Linked DNA regions of Bicyclus anynana: region 1 is linked to region 2. The links are chromatin contacts, called in public Hi-C maps. All regions are on one chromosome and are shown on one strand. The core of a region is the stretch at or near the end of the contact, and the rest is flanking DNA. Distances in the headings are between cores, read along the strand shown. Region 1 has its middle 12 kb from the start of LOC112042999. Region 2 has its middle 13 kb from the start of LOC112042976.

Region 1 (6,161 bases), core at 475-2,974, 240 kb after region 2:
AGTCATGTTTGATTCTTGCACTTTGTTACCTGCTATCTGCCAAAGCCACGTTTGATTCTTGCATTTTGTTACCTTCTATCTGCCAAAGCCACGTTTGATTCTTGCACTTTGTTACCTGCTATCTCCCAAAGCCACCATGATCATAAACTCCATAGTTTACTTAAGTATACCTCTACTAACATATACGTTCCACTTTTCAAAATGTTGGAATTCTGGATTTTAGACCTATTTACTTTTATATGGTTATAGAGTATAATAATATTTATCATTTATACCTAAGACAAAGTATGGTAAAATAGCCTTATAAATAAAACATCTTCTTACCTGTTATTTACGAGATTGCGTTCGCAGCTAAACACCATTTAGTGAAATTACGTTTACGGAAGCTCCGCGCCGCAAGGAAAATGGATTTTCCCAAAATTGATTAAATCACAACATTGTTACGTAAATAACCTTGATTACCTCAGATATACAGATTTGCGATTATATTCCTTGGCCTTTTATATTGAGAAAAAATAGGTATCTAAAATTGTTTGACAGAATTGTTCCATTTTAAAAGTGATGCACGATACTGTGACCCTTGGTTGAACCACTACAACCTTTTATGGTAATCAAGGGTTTCCACGCAGATGAAATCGCAGGCATGTACTAGTAGGTACCTGATGAATAGTAGACATACGACTTACGAGTAGCTAAGTCTCTACTTATCAGCTGTGAATATGAGAATATATACCTCTGTATATTGATTATTTTTCTACGAAACCTCTTTCCCACGTTGCATATCCTCTATCTACATTAGGTGACACGTAATATATTGCAACTTGCGAGGGAACTGTATATTATTCCAATTTTCTGTATAGGCAACTGGCACAGCGGTAAGCGGTGTCTCTTTAGGAGAGAAATTGCACAGGAAATAATATAGGTAGTTCATTTGTCTTCTGCTTCTGCAGAATTTTACTCTTTATTTTACTTGGACTTTAAAATATTTCTATAGTAGCTACTTAAGTAGGAACTACTTCTAATGTAGTCTAAAAATCCGCGGTAAAAACGACTTTCACCTATCTGGTTTATTGGATGAAAACTGATTAGAAAATTGTTGCGAGTAGACTGCCTAAAAAATCCTGGACAAACTAGTATATGTATATTCGTTATCAACCCATATTCAGCTCACAGCTGAGCTCGAGTCTCCTCTCAGAATGATGATGAGCCGTGATATCCCAATGGATATAACCTCTGCCTCCGATTCCGGAGGGTGCTGGTTCGTATCTGGTCTGGGGCATGCACCTCCAAGATTTCAGTTCTGGACTACTGGTTGTGTGCATTTTAAGAAATTGAATATCACGTGTCTCAAACGGTGATGGAAAACATATGTATATTAACCATTGTTATCTATTACCACTACTAATGATATGTTGACCGAAGTTTTTGTGTATATACCATCTAGATACTAGGTAATATATATTACACGAACTATAGGGTACGCCTACACCTTTTCTATCCAAATCAGCACAATAGCATCTTAGATTGCATCGACACTTAACATAAGGTGAGATCGCAGTTAAGCGTTAATTGGTCAAACAATCAAAGAATAAAAAATATAGGCGTCTATTTTATGTCAATAGTAAACTAGGTATCTCCTACCTACCTGTGTAATGAATAAACTGTCACAAGGTAACCCCAACTACAAGTCAGACAGTGCCGTCAATTAATTACCGCAACAAAGCATCGGGAATCGATTGCTCGGAGGTTTCTCAAAGGGAGATCGGCGAGGCTTGACTGCCTTGTCTGATTATAAGACACCTCCCGCCGCAGTTCAGATATTTATGTAGTGATTCTAGTTTAATTTAGTATAGAGGATTAGCGATTACAGTGTTTTTTTTATAGCATAGTATCTAATAATCTACAGACCAAGCATCTGCAATTTATCCTACGTTGAAAACTTCTATACTAATATTATAAAGAGTTAAAGTTTTGAAATTGTAGGGGGTAGGTAATCTCTGGATCTAAACCGATTCGGAAAATTCTTTTACCAATGAAAAGGCACGTTGTTTTTTTATCATATATTTTTTAAGTTTGAACAATATTCCCATTCCCCTCCAACTAGTTAGGATAGACTGTATTAGAAGATGGGTACGACAATAGTCCAACGGGGCGGGGATCGATCCACCACCCCTCGGTGATGAGTACGACCGCTCTTTCCGTTGAGCTATTGAGACTCTATTGAGCTGTTTGTGGGTGAGGGTGAGAGTGAGTATACCCACGGGAGCGTAAACTACGCGAAAAAACCGCGGGGCGTCGGCAGGGCGTGCAAGAGAACGTCCTGCGTGCAAATAATTTCTGTTTATATTAACTTTAGTTAGGTAAGGCGTAGTGTTAAGCTAGATCAATGATGTGTGATGGCAGCAATAAGCATGGGGTGATATTCCCAGGACTAGCTTTGTTACAAGAAAGCACTTATTACTAAATATATTATACTATATGACGCCGCGCGGTTTCAACCCGTTCCCGAATTTTTCAAATCGGACCAGTAGTAGGTACCTGAGATTAGCGCGTTCAAACAAACAAACTCTAACCTATAAGCAGTCAGCACTGCTTAAGATATCACAGTGTATAAACTAATTATTACTCTTTTTTGAGTGCTGATAGGTAACATCGATAGGTAATTTGTTTCTCATTGTGTATTTTTCTAATGAGACCGCAAAAGCGTCACCGAGGGACGTTCGTATAAAAAACTCTGCCAGAGAAAGGGCCTAGAAGGACGCAGAAGAATGGAAAGTCTCTTTAAAGGTGTGTAAGAGCCTGCCTAAAAAGTTTGGAGCGCTGGGGTTTAAAAGCTGAGAGGTTGGAATCTACATGTGGAGGATCTAAAAGTGCCAAAGAACTCATTTAAATAGTGAACCAAAACACACCATCCAAAGACCATAATACATATATTTCAGTAATATATCAATTTCTTTCAAAGATAGAGTGCCGGTAAAAGTAACATTAGCAAGTTGGAATAACTTTCAAAGATAAATCGGTCTTTGATTGTAATCGTATATTCTCGCATCGCAGGCGGGCGCCGATAAGTGATTCCAGCTAGAGCACAACTTGGAGCAGTGCATGGGAAGTTAATGGGCAAGTCTAGTTAAAGTGCTATTTACACATCGACTCTTAATTGCCATCCCGGGAACTTTCCGAAGGAACACTCTAAGTATAAGTACAATATTCCGACTTGAAAACTCGTTTGCAATGTGATCACAACTAACTATTTCGTAAAAGGCTAAAATTTCTGAGTACCAAGTTACCTAATGAAATTTATATTAATCCATTGATTACGTCTATGTTTAATCGAAATGATTAAAAAAAATCAAAGTTCGTCTATCAAAGAACGAGACATTCATTTTGAATAGTAAAAATTCTAATATTTTTAAGTTATCTGCATATACACCTACTTAACTGCCACGTTGGTCCATGTTGCTTCGGATCAGGATCCTGGGTTCTGGAATCTAAGATCCATCTGAGCTCTTCTTTCTTCTAAGAAAATTTCAGTAAACATTCTCAGCTTCGAGTTGGGAAATTAGTGGTTCCCGTGCCTTGACGAGCACGTTAAGCCGTCGGTCCCGGTTATTATCTTTATTACCCTAATCCCTTCAAGCCGCATTAAAGCAGCGTGATGCGTTTAGGCTCCATCTCCCCTTTCCTATAAAGGAGAAAAGAAGAGGAAAAAAGACGAGAAATTTATGATAAGCACAAAATATATCAAACGAATCGAACAATGAGACACGTATGTTTGTAAGGAAAGTTCAGAGAAAATCAGGGAAAAAGTTTTACGAGAAACGTTTGATAAATGGAGCCGATTTCCGTTTGTTTTCCCCCGAAATGACTATAATATTTGAACGCCTTTTATTGATGAAAATTCTGGTGTTTTCCCCGTAGACTCAGTGTTCCCAAATGTTTTCATGTCAAGTAATCAGGAAAGTGTCGACGATGTTTAGAAACTTAACTCCATACTCATTTTCCAACTTAGTTTATCGTTAGTAGTTAAATTACGGTTTGGTGTATTAATCTAGCGATGGGGTAGCCGCTGGGTGCAGGCGGCTAAAATAGATTGAAAATCCTTAAAATTATTAGGATGATGATGATGATGATGTCGACGATGTAGTATAAGGCTACTCTCTACTAGATGGTCTAGGACCATCTAGGGAAGGATTTTGTTCGCATATTTCCTGTTCACGCACGTGAACACGTCTTTCTCTGTTGCTTAAACTTAGGGCGTCTACGTTACTTAAGAGACGACTGAGAAAAAAAATCAGCAATTTCAAAATCCGCGCTAATTAAAACTGACGTTGGATGATTCATCATATGTATTCTGTACCTACGGTACGTATTCACACCACAGGTGAAGATTGCTTGGGGCACCGAGTTACATTAATCCGGCACTATATAAAAGCTGTGTGTGTTTGCTGTTACATTCCAGTGTAATAGGTCGTTTTCTAATGCGAGCTATCTTTATAAGACCAATAAATAATAAGAAACTGGAATTTCTGAAAGATTGATGAAGCAATCAAGCTTGCAGACCCTCAGTGCCGAGAGGCGTAACAGTCATACCCTCCGAGTAAATAAGCCAGCGATATAAACAAAATTACATTTACAGAAACGTTATTTAATTAGATACACTTGACAGCTCAAACGTTGGAAATTAAGCCGTTTTAATTAGCCTGAGCACAATATGTTGGAATGTTTGTCGTTTGCCATCGTGGGGTTAATTAAAACTGAAGTAGCACGCACTTCATAACGTAGGTATAAAATCTGGTTTAATTATTATTACTTGATTGTGAGTTCAAGATGATGATTATATAATTTAAAAAAAAATACCATAGTCGGAGCATTAATTACAGTCAGTAAAATGACAGGTGCAACTGTCATTCAAATGTCATTTTACTAGTAAAATAACATTTCAGTGACAGTTGCACTTGTCATTTTACTGACTGGAATTATTAATCCAGTCAGTAAAATGAAAAGACAATGACAAGGAATTAATAATCGTACTGATTACAAAATTACAGGCAGGACGAGTCCAAAAATAACAAGTAGGATGCAGGCACGTAGGTATTAAAAGAAAATCATAATTATTTTCTTTCTATGTAATCGAACGGGAACTGGTTGTGAGTACGTATTAAAAGGTTTCATATTTAATACCTAGGCATTCACATTGTAATTTGTAATACTTCTAGTCTAGGCTAGTTTAGAACCTAATTTAAGGTTTCACAGTCTAGAAGAGTGAGATTCGCTCGATTTTTTTTTAATAATCGTATATCGCCTCCTCCTCCTCATATTACGCCGAGGAAAATGTTGAAAAAATAAGCTTTATATTTAGTTAGACATTTAAAACTCTCTTACTTTCTCGTAGACACGCACTTGCGTACTTACAAGTAATTAATTTTAATTATTTTTTAATAGGATCCCACTTACCGTAATAGAATTCAATTATGTTAATAGGTAATATTGATTATTTTACCCGCATAAGAAATATAACATGACGTGGGACTTTTAAAGTATTACCTACCCACCCCTAATTGTGTATAGACTATCTGCAACTCATACAGAAAGCAGGCTTTTTAAATGTCAACCGTCGCTCGGTGCACTCAACATTCAATGAAACATGTGCTATTAAATAATTAAAGGTCGTAAGGCAGGTAGGTATACTTACCTATTTTAATACGGGCCACAGGATCACTTCGATTGAGTAGATACAGCTCTGAAAGAATAAAATTTTTTAACATATCTTTATTCATAGTTACAGCCATCGATCGTAGGTTACAGCCTCAAAAAACTCCGTGATGAAAGTTACAGTGCCTAGGGCGTTTACAACCCGTGAATGGAAATTACTGAAAGATCAGTGTGAACGAGTTATATAAACACGCAAACTGCAATTATTATCAGCACCATTGTAAACTGCGCCTTGGCTAACACGAAGTTTAGAACATCTAATACAAATTAAATTAATGTCACGTTGGAAACTATATGTAGAACTTGACCGCGTTAAGTCAGCTCAAATTGGAGCAACTCTCGACGAAGTGCACCGCTGGAGCGGTCAAGGGTTACCTACTTGGCCTTGAGCGTCCTTCAGGTAATTAGTTCTGGCCGCTTTGTTGCGGTAATGATTGCCATGTTGAGGT
Region 2 (5,733 bases), core at 2,475-4,974:
GAAGTTGAATAAAAAACCCGACTGGATGACATAAGTATGATACTTTTAGAAAATTCTAAAGAAACAAAAAAATAAGAAAATTGCGTAAAAAATTAAGAATTTCTGAACAACGTCTATTTTCAATATACCCCGTGGCCGTTGAGTTTAATAAATAAATAAAAAAATTCGTTAAATTGTAAAAAGCATTTCGTATAACAATACGGCATATCCTCTTTGAAATCTCAACCACGATGGCGCGTACGTTGTCGCCGGCGCTAACGTTCATTTTTTGAGGACTAAACATGGAATTTACTTCAAATTAGAAAATTGAACTTTACTTATATACATTAAGGTTGATTATCGGTGGTGAGGTAAATTAGGAGTTGTGGTTATTCAATGTTTTTTTCATATTGAGCAGGTTCTACGCCACCCCGACTCCCGCGCGGCGCTAGCTGCATTCCTCGCGTGTTAGTCACTGAACCGTTGGATTAGTGAGATCGAGATTTTATCAGAGCGAGGAGGCAGCCAGGTTAATTAGGGGCGCATGACGTTATAATGATTTGTGAAGACCTTCTGTGAAATTGGTTTCATTCAAATCATTCTATCATTTCTGGAGCAATTTCACACTTTATACATACTCGTAGGTATGGCGTATCGCTAAAATATGTATGTTGATTTTAATAACAAAATATCACTTACATATACATACACAAATAGATATTTGACATTATTAAGATTTTAATTGCCTTATGTTATGGCTCTACAGTCTACTACATCATCGAACATGATTGATTCGATTCATGTTTATAAGCAATGATAATTTTTCGGTTACGTCCCTACAAAATCACTGCAAAAAGTGATCCGAACACACACAACACTGAGCGCACACATGCAGAATTTAGTCTTTAATTCCATTATATATTAATGAATATAGTTTTTACACTTCCTGAACACACAACTCGACATTTTAGACGATATTCAGTTATTATTTGTTTAAATAACGTTCGTTGTAGAGAACAACTAACATTGAGTTGACTATAAATTTCCTCTTTTGGACGCCCCATTTTTCATGCGCTAGTAACACATCTAACAATATTTAATATCATTGTTTATAAGCGATGATTTCCACTTACCGTCGAATGGGTTTGTTCGTTAATTATAAAATATTAAAAAAAAGAAGCGTGTAAAGCTGGCATAACAATTAAAATACAACTGTCCCTCTAGTTCATTAAATTAAAACGTTAGAAAGGTGTGTTAAATTACCTGCGAAATATCTTAATGGCCGATATGTTAAACATACCAAACGATTAAGGTTAACAACAGCGAACTTACTCGGTTACTCCTACAAATTATGATTTATACATTGACGGAGTATGAATATCATGAATATATTTGACACATGTAAAACCGTGACGTTTTATAAATAGACGAATACTTTTTGACGGCCTCCGTGGTCTTACAAGACGGAGGTCCTGGGTTCGATCTTAATTGGTCCAGATCTGGCTGGTGGGAGGCTTTGGCCGTGGCTAATTACCACCCTACCGACAAAGACGTACCGTCAAGAGATTTAGCGTTCCGGTACGACGTCGTGTAGAAACCGAAAGGGGTGTGGATTTCATCCTCCTCCTAACAAGTTAGCCCGATTCCATTTTAGATTGCATCATCACTTACCATCAGGTGAGATTGTAGTCAAGGGCTAACTTGTAAAGGAAAAAAATTAAAATACTGAAGTATGGTAACGGCATATGTTAGTTATTTTTATACATCTCGCTGGTAGTGTGCCAATACGCGGTAGAGCCTCAATAGCTCAACGGTAAAGCGGTCGGACTCATCACCGAGGGGTGTTGGTTCGATCCCCGCCCGGTTGGTTTATTGTCGTACCCACTCATAATGGAGAAGAATGGGAATAGTGGTCATATAAAAAAAATATGGCAAATATTCTTTAAAAAATACTTTATTACATAGGTACCTAGGTATATTGAATTTTGCAAGAACAAACAGACACTCATATTTTCTACACAAAGTTAGAGGTTGAAAAAATACCTACAATATACTTGTCATCATCATCATTCCAGTGCACGGGTCTCCTTATGAGAGAGGGGATCTGGAGCTTAGACCCACCTCGCTGCTCTAATGCGGGTTAGCGAGCCTGGTGATGTTTGGCTCTGTTATGATTACTAATACAGATAATAATGATGACTGCGGACCCGACTTTCTTCTAATGTGTTCTCCGATGCACGGCTTTTCAACTCTGAACTTTCAAGAGAAAAGCCTGACTCATGAGTCGAACTTAGGACCTCTGAAATAACTTCTACCTCTTTCAAATTATCCTGCTATCTTTGTTTCTGATATGTAACCTTAAATCATTTGAGATCGTTGTCAACTGCATTGTAGTGAAATAAAAAAAATAAAAACCCTTCTAGGCTCAGTATAAAACATCTTAGCACGTCAATAAAAAATAAACATTGTGCAGCATACTAACCTGTTTGAATGTATCGAATATTGATATCGCTTAGAACTTGTTATGACTCCTTTACACGTTTTAGACTGTGATTTTTCGTGACGAAGTACGGAATATGTTTACATTATTATGGTTTTGGTAACACAATCTTCCACTCATAGTACAAAAGAAATAGGAGAGAAAAATGGAGCTTTGAGTTACAGAAGTACATTTGCGTGACTAATCAGCAATAAGAATATTCGCTCATATAGAACCATTTAATTACTATGTACTACGTAGTACATAGTAATTCAATGTATAGATCAACGAATTGGGAAACTGTAGTAATGGCCGGGGCATATAGTTCGAAGGGCCGGTAGTGGTTGGAGTCATAACATGCTAGAATGACGACCCCGTGTAGACGACCTCCCACTAGATGGACCGACGACATCATGCTAGTTAGGGAGCCGCTGGAACCTAAAAAAATCTCAAGAAAAAAATCTGTACCTACCTACTTCAGTTCTTGTAGATATTTATTATTTTATTTTATTTACTAGTAAGTGTAAAAAAGCCTACAATTTTAAAGGTATATTCTGATATTCATGATTCGTTTCGTTCGTCGTTATCAACTCATATTCGGCTCACTTCTGAGCTCGCTGAGTCCACCACGCTGGCTCAATGCGGATTGGCAGACTTCACACACGCAGAGAATCAAGAAAATTATCTGGTATGCAGGTTTCCTCACGATGTTTTCCTTCACCGTTTGAGACACGTGATATTTAATTTCTTAAAATGCACACAACTGAAAAGTTGAAGGTGCATGCCCCGGATCGGATTGGAGCCCACACCCTCCGGAATCGGAAACAGAGGTCATTTCCACTGGGCTATCATTGCTTTTCATGATTCACCTTTAGTATGTCTCGTAACAGCCGTGATAGCCCAGTGGATATGACCTCTGCCTCCGATTCCGGAGGGTGTGGGTTCTAATCTGGTCCGGGGCATGCACCTCGAACTTTTCAGTTGTGTGCATTTTAAGAAATTAAATATCACGTGTCTCAATCTGTGAAGGAAAACATCGTAAGGAAACTTGCATACCAGAGAATTATCTTAATTCTCTGCGTGTGTGAAGTCTGCCAATCCGCATTGGGCCAGCGTGGTGGACTAATAGCCTTACCCCTCTCATTCTGAGAGGAGACTCGAGCTCAGCAGTGAGCCGAATATGGGTTGACGACGTATATCTCGTAAGACTGGACGTGTGTAGGGCGCATAACGGCGACATACCGCGCGGCGAGGCGCGGCGCGTCAAAGACTCGCCCGCGGCTGTTTTCGCGCGTCGAACCCGCAGCCCGTACCCACTATACTCGTATACAATACCCAATACTCGTAATACGAGTTTCATGCAGGCACATGTCTGCGAGCTAAGGACCTACACTTGTTTTATTACTACGATACTTTGACGCCAGCGTGTCTAGTTTTTTCTTCGAGATTAATTAATTAGTGTGCTCTATTTTTATGAATAAAGTTTTGGAAGTATGAATAGTGAATAATAAACTAAACACATAAATCTAGATTAATTATAAATCTAGCGTTTCTTCTTAAGGTAGCATTACTAGCTTTTGCCCGCGACTTCGTCCGTGAGGAATTCGATTTTTTCTCAAGAATCGATTTTTATATTTGTTACTCTTAGATTAATCTTGTTGTGAAAATCATGACTCCTACTTTATTGGAGAGGGGATATGCAGCTTAGACCCACCACGCTGGGCTATTTTCAACGGACGTTAAAAAGTGTTCAAATACAACAAAATGCATTTCCAATCCCAAGTAGGTATAAGTTCATAACTCTCGTTGTTGAGAGTATGAGGACAGAACCACACGATTGAAGTAAAATTTATTTAGCTCTCCCTGTCAACGTCCGTTCGCCTCGTCCGATTACACTTTTCGTAACGCATTCTTCAGCTCACTCCACAAGTCAAGCGTGCGTAAAGACGTGTAGGTATTTAAAAAATCTTAGACTGCAACTGATTCAGGAGAATACAAGCTTTATATTAATGGACATTATCAAGTGCTTTATAACAGCTTTTTTTTTTAAAAGAAAAAAATAAAGTGACAAAGTGAAATGCTAGTTATGTTCATGTGATCCGCGCGACAATTTTTTATCGAGTGTATCAACAGAGGCGATATTATAAATTAGGCTCATATCTCCGCCGGCTGACAGGCTTTGAAGGGATGGGAACGCACGGCCCGGGCGCAGCCTGTATGCGCAGTGATGTTTGCCTTATGACATTCTTTTTATTAGTTGTCTGTGGACTGTGACGCGCGCCCCGATACAGGGCGGCCATTTTGATATTTATTTTTTGTTAAACACATAGCCGGTTTTGCATTTTCGTGATTCCTTTTAGAGGATTAGATTTTAAAGCAATAAAACAATCTTACAATCACACGCTGTACCACCACGGTTGTTTGATCAATAATCTCTATTAATTAGAATACCTACCTGTTTTTAGAACTTACCAATTAATAAAGTTTAATTAAAAACTCTTAAATAAAAACACGAATCGGTTAGGTAGTAATTTTTTTTGATAACTTTTATCTTTTTTATAAGTTAGTTACGAGGAATATTCTCTGATTTATGTATCTGTTGATATTGATATATTTATCATGCAATTAACCGAATCAATAAATCCTATTTGATGAATATGATAGTGAATTTTAAAAATCAAACTTCTAGTTTTTTTTAATTTATTATCCGATTTCTACTTTTGCGGTAAACCATTCATCATCATACCTAATTTATAACTTATCGTTATTTATTAAAAATAATTGAATGATAGACTGTTTTATTTAATACCTACTCATCAACTTGTAAAAATAAATCTTCGAAATATAAAAACTACGCTATTTCAAGCAGTGTATTCGAAGGTAGAGTCTCATACTCTAAGACATGAAAAATAGGAGCCACACACGAGCTCAAAGCCCATTCATGCAACAGAGGAGATAAATAAAAATGACACTGAAAAACATTTTTCACAGAATGGAACAGAAGTGCCGAGGAAAGCGAAAAAATTCTATTCTTCACCTCCTTTTGTTATTTCCTTGCACGATATTAATGATACGGAACTTGTGCTAACAATGGGAACGTTTATTTCTCTTAACTGGACCACAATGGCGCTGGCGTTCCCAATCGCCCTTAGAAAACGCCGGACTGTTTTAATATTTCTTTATTTTTTATCGGCTAAGCATTTCTGTGATTAAGTAACGTTTATTAAATACCGTTAAATGTTGTTTTTTCTTGACAAATAACTATGTAATTGGTA

Evidence for each region. A called contact is a pair of places that touch in the nucleus more often than the background predicts.
Region 1: a contact with region 2 is called in a Hi-C map of whole body, with 1.9 times the contacts expected there. The contact joins two enhancer-like sites. A contact is called at or near these places in 2 of 2 Hi-C or Micro-C datasets (whole body and whole larva).

What each region holds. Positions count from the first base shown.
Region 1 is chr4:4,896,182-4,902,342 of ilBicAnyn1.1, forward strand. No RefSeq gene overlaps it. Among protein-coding and RNA genes, the nearest start is that of LOC112042999, 12 kb to the right of the region's middle. Within about 2 kb of position 1,725, at least 7 of the 8 cell types and tissues checked have open chromatin away from gene starts, as enhancers often do.
Region 2 is chr4:4,656,592-4,662,324 of ilBicAnyn1.1, forward strand. No RefSeq gene overlaps it. Among protein-coding and RNA genes, the nearest start is that of LOC112042976, 13 kb to the right of the region's middle. Within about 2 kb of position 3,725, at least 8 of the 8 cell types and tissues checked have open chromatin away from gene starts, as enhancers often do.